Regions from separate parts of the Mus musculus genome. Here region 1 is linked to region 2. Evidence: chromatin contacts called from public promoter capture Hi-C data. All regions are on one chromosome and are shown on one strand. The core of a region is the stretch at or near the end of the contact, and the rest is flanking DNA. Distances in the headings are between cores, read along the strand shown. Region 1 holds the start of Olfml1 (olfactomedin-like 1). Region 2 holds the start of Nlrp14 (NLR family, pyrin domain containing 14).

The links. Promoter capture Hi-C pulls out the DNA fragments that hold promoters and counts their contacts.
Region 1: a promoter capture Hi-C map of stem cell-derived epiblast-like cells shows a contact between it and region 2, with 3 times the contacts expected there. The contact joins the promoter of Olfml1 here to the promoter of Nlrp14 in region 2. A contact is called at or near these places in 4 of 39 promoter capture datasets (cranial neural crest, embryonic stem cells and stem cell-derived epiblast-like cells) and 1 of 9 other capture datasets (embryonic stem cells).

The regions. Positions count from the first base shown.
Region 1 is chr7:107,566,018-107,568,717 of GRCm38.p6, reverse strand. Olfml1 (olfactomedin-like 1) reads right to left here and starts at 1,285. Exons shown (of 3, transcript NM_172907.3): 1 at 824-1,285. The coding sequence starts at 952.
Region 2 is chr7:107,165,721-107,168,420 of GRCm38.p6, reverse strand. It overlaps Nlrp14 (NLR family, pyrin domain containing 14), which reads right to left and starts at 1,431. Exons shown (of 11, transcript NM_001002894.2): 1 at 1,340-1,431.

The sequences.
Region 1 (2,700 bases), core at 36-2,535, 400 kb before region 2:
ACTTCCTGTTTAGCCAAAGATGACTCTGAAGCCCCTGATCCTCCTGCCTCCACTCCCTGAGTACTGCTGTTACAGCTGATATCATAAAACATACCTGGTTTCTGCAGTGATGAGCCTTGAACCCCAGGCTCCTGCACGCTAGGCTAGTTCTTACCAATTGAGTCATGTTCCCGACCCTGGGTTTTTGACTGTTCTAACAAAGTTCTACCTCAAATGCTCTCACTCTGTTTAACATTGCTGGGAAATCTCATTTCCAAACCCAAGTCCAGTTAGGAATAAAAAGCAAAAATCTATGGTGAGCCTCCATATGTAACACCACATTGTCTTATATTCACTTAACAGTTTATCATAAAAAGGAAAAGAGAAAAGCTGGAATCACTTAGCATCCCTATATAGTAAAAGATGAAGAAAACATGACTAGAGTTCTAATTCATACATTGAAGACTGAACTATTTGGTTTTGAATGTTCAACAACCTGAGAATTTACTCAGTGAGTTAGGCTATGTTCTGAGTATGGATTAATGACCCAAATAAAACATCCCTAATTTGAAATCTCTTTATTAAATCTGCAGAGTATCATTTGAACCTAAATTCTATCACTATGTCCATTTTATAGGTTAGAAAAACTGCCAGGGGAAAGTACAAGCGGCCTGCAATGGAGGTGGCATCTGAGCTGCTAGGCTATGCACATCTGTAAATGTCATCTTAGCAGTGATTCATTCTGTATCAGGAAGACATGCACCCTAGTTGACAGCAAAGTGGGGGCACAGCAGAGTGACTTCCAAGAGGCATACTCCCTGTGAAGGGAAGACAGGTCACCTACCTCGAGGACTTGGAAGCGCTGGTAGATGTAGTGTACCATGGCTGGGTCCTGGGCATGTTGTGGTGGGGGCAGAAATGCTGCAAGGAAGAGAACCAGGGAAGCAGAAGCTTCTTGAAGGGCCACCACCATCCTGCACACTTCCCAGGAACTCTGGTTCTCTAAAACGACTCAGGGGTCCGGGTGGTGATCTCTGGTTTTCTGTCTGCTGCTGTGGCAATTCCTTGGAAAACAACGCTTTGCATAGCCAGAGAGAACAAAGTCCGCTTGTTATTCTACCCGGTGCATGATCTCAGTTTCAAGCTGGTGATCAAGTCCAGCTGTTGGCAAGCCAGTCTCTGCAGGCCTTACGTGTTCACTTGGTTGCAGAGAGCTCCGGGGGTCCAGTGTCTGCTGCCCTCAGCTTGGCCATGCACAGACCCTCTCCAGGCTAATGGCTACTTACAGCTTCCAGGTTCAGAGTGTACGGGTTGGGGAAGGGGAGGGGAGGTCTTTTCTCCTCTCCCCTCCCCCAACTCTTTTACTTTTGGTTCCCTCCTCCTTAATAGACTGTGCAGTCCAATCGCAGGCCTAGCTCAACACAGGCCACCCCCCAAGGTCTCAGTGTTGGAATTTCAGTTCAGTTTCTGGCAGAAATTCCTAGGATCTTTTTCCAAGAAGTTCTGTTAGGAGACCCCACCTCTGTTTCTTGCATTCTCGTAGCTCTTAAAGGCATAGCAAGGAAATGTGAATGCTGATCTATGCCATCTCAGAAAAGTGTACAGGGCAGCATTGCTCTGTGGGCAGAGGGGTACAGTGGGCACAGGCCTGGCTACCCAGACCAACAGCTGAGAATTGTCAGGATTGAACTTAGAAGAAAAAAATTTTTTTCCTTTTTCTTTAGATTTATTTTTTAATTCATGTACACATGTATGCATGAAAATATGGGGCCCACAGTGGCCAGAACGTGGCCTCAGAGATTCCTGGGTCCAGAGTTACAATCTCTCTGATATGATTCCTGGGAACTGAACTCCAGTCCTCTGCAAGAGCAGCAGGTGCTTCTAACCACTGAGCCATCTCTCCTGGCCCAGAAGAAAATTTTTAGGATGAGAATGAATGATTGACACAGTGGTTTTTGGGACACTGAGTCATCAGGAAATGTAATCCCACTGTGAGAAAGTCCTCGAGTTTCCCATCATCAGTGTCAGAATTCCCATTAGCAGCAGCCTGGAAACCAGACCCTCAGGCCAGCTAAAGAGAAATCCCGTTGCTGGAGCAAAGCCATAAAACCTTCCATGTTTATGTTTCCTGTGCTAGTGCCTCCCCACCTTTACCTCTTTTTCCATAGGCAGGCCCAGGACCCCACCTCCATCTTCTGTTCTGTTTTATTTTGCATTGTTAATGAATCACTTTTTAAAATAGGGGAAATTGGAGCATTTATGGAATATGGAAAGAGCCCTGGTCGGGAGGTAGAAGACCTGAGTTTGCATTTGATCCATACACAAGTAGCTGAAATCTAAAATCTGAACATTTCTTATTGGTAGCTCTTGAATATCCTAGTTCTTAATAGATGTTCCTCTCTCCTCTTCTTTGATATGATTTTGGTCGCTAACTGGTTCTTCCCTATATCCTTGGTAATGTTCCAAGCACCATCTCCTTATTGTTAAGAACAATTGCTCTTGTTTCAGAGAACCATCTTTGAACTCCTTCCAAAACTGCCTGAACTTTAGCTAACTTCTCTTACATCCTTATTTAAAAACAAAACAAAACCAAAACCAAACTGCCTCGGACATCTGTGTCTTTCTTCCCACATATTAGTGCAGTCCTTAGTATCAGAGAAATCTCTCTCCCAAGAGATGGTGGTTAACACAGAAGCTCACAAGTGAGCAAACTACCAAGAA
Region 2 (2,700 bases), core at 182-2,681:
CACTTCTGTAATTTCTACCACACTAAATTCTCTCTTTAAAAAGCTTTATAGCACCAGAAAGGCTTGAAGCAAACAAGTCAAGGTATCAGGAAAACAAATCTGAGCAAGGGACAAAGTTATTACACACAAGCAGGTGACTTACAAGTCTGGTAGGTATTCCAGAAAGTGTTCAAACTCTAAAATCCCAGAAGATGCCAAAAACCAATGTAAACCAGTAGGTACCAATTCTCAACTATCAAAATGGTTTTAAAAAAATCCCTAAAAACAATAACATGTGATAAGAAATGAAGCAGATAATCTAGCATAAATGTTAATTGCCATAGTTTTAGAAACACGAATGCTCCAAACTACTGACAACTTTAAAAATGTGACTTTTCAATCAAGATCTTTCTTAGAAATTTATTCAATGCAATGAACTCTACATATAGAAAGTTTTTTTTTTAAATAAATGCATTAAATGCATATGGGCTTACTTGACTTTTGGTTTTGGTTGTTTGTTTGTAATTTGGGACAGGGTTTATGTTGCCATGGTTGTCCTGGAAATAGCTCTGTTGACCTGGTTAATGGCCTTAATCCACATACTTCTGTTTTCCGAGTGTTGGCTTGTGCCACCACCGCTCGGCTATTCTTGATTTTTTTTTTAACTCATTATAACGGCATAACCAAGCAGCAGTATGGTAAAGGGGGCAATGCCTGTTGATCCCAAAGAGATAATGAATGTGTGCCATAATAAACCTGTGAGGAGCATAACCATTGGTAACCCCTGAAACCAGAGCAATTCTGGTCACTGTTGGTATTGGTGTGAGTGCCAAAGCCATGAATCATGGCTTTCCATAATTTTGATAAAGAGGCATCCTGACAGCGTGTAGGACCAGGACCGCCAACTTCTGAGGAGGCTTATTTTGCTAACAGTAAGAAAAATCGGGAGGCACCAGACTAAAGGACCATACCTGCACTTGGTCCATGAACAGAGGAGGGGTGGTGTGGGTCCCCCAGGACTGCGGAGAAGGAATATATACCATTTTAATTCAGGGCCTCAGACTAGGAGCTACTATTGAGTTGCTATTACCTCAATGCAAAGACCACTAAATAGGAGCAAACCCCAGATTGAGGTACCCATCCCACCTTGACCCCAACTGCCTGCAGACCCTCACACAACAGTTTCATATTCCCGCAGGATCCTACTAAAGTTGTAGGTGTTGGGCTTTTCTCCATCCTCAGGTGCAGGCCACGTCCCTTTCCTAGTTTGCATGCACATGTGAACATCAAAAGGATTCCCACTGAACCCTTACTAGTCTAAGAGCAGGCAAAATACATGTCCAAGAAGCTCCTTCCATACCTCTAGTCTGGGTCGATGTTAGTGATGAAAGTTAAGTCCTTGCGCTGAGAAACAAGTCAAACACCTGCCCGAGAAGCCTCCACGGGTTCGCTGAGAAAGGGGCTCACTCTTTAGCTTTTAAGACCTCTCTGCTGTTACCGCCTTTGGGCGGAGCAGGCTTTCCAGCAGGGATTGGTGGGCTGGTTCAGTTGGGCCGCAACTGGTCCAGCAAGTCTCTCTTCCGATTGGCTGTCTGGGTAAGCTCTCTCTGGGAGCAATTCTTGTTAGATGCAGTTCCTACCCAGGAAGTAATAATACCTGTGCTCAGCACAAGTGTAGGGCCACAAGCATTTACTGGACTACAAAGTTTGAATGATATTACTATGAAATATTTTTCGTTTTTGCTTTGTCACCGAATAAACAATTTTCCTTTTCAACTGTAGCTGTTCTCTTCCTGCCTTTCCAATTTGGCACTGTGTGTCTCTCCTCAGTTCATAAGATCCATAACTTTCTGCAGCTCTTATCAGCTGCAATTTCTGATATGTTTGCCTATGATTGCTTTGTTAAAGCAACTTCACAAGTGTTTATTATTCTTTTTTAAAAAGTAATTTTTATTTAATTACACCTGAGATGTTGCCCCTCCTCCCGATCCCCTCCCAGAGTTCTCTACCCCATCACCCCTCCCCTTCGCTTCTGAGAGGGTGCTCTCCCACACAATTGTTTCTTATAAGCAAAAAGATGGAATCTCCTGCCTCACCCACTCTGTTCCTGTCCTTATATAGGAAAACCCTATAATTTCATAGTTACAAAGTTTGTTATATTCTTGATATACATTAGGGTTTTTATTTTACCTTGTGGCTTTCTGTTTTTGGGGGTGGAGTGTGTGTTTTGGGTTTGTTGATTGAGTACAGTCCTTTCTTGTTCTCCACAGTTATAAGACCTGATTTATGTGGATTGATTTCCTACAGGTTTTCAAATTGTTCCATCCCCATGACAGGTGCTTACATTTGGCTGATGGACAGCAACAGGTTTATCTTGATATTCTTTTATGTTGATCAGAGTTTTAGCTTTTTCAATTGCAAACAGGAAAACAAATGTCTTTCCCTCTCTTCTTTATCTAACTTACTTTTTTTTGACTGAGAGCTTATTTTCCCTTTACCCTTAGAATGTAGAAATTACAACTGATATATCAGGTGTGCCTTTACTCATTCATCTGTACAATAATCCAGTTAGTTCCTTAGATCTTTGGAAATTTTACATTTAAATTTAAAAAAAATACAAGCAAGAGAAAGTTCTGTGTTTCTTTCATACCCCCTATCAGCCCACTTTTCTCCTGTGGAATTGGAATTTCTGCTGCTCCTTAGAAGACCTCTGAGACCCAT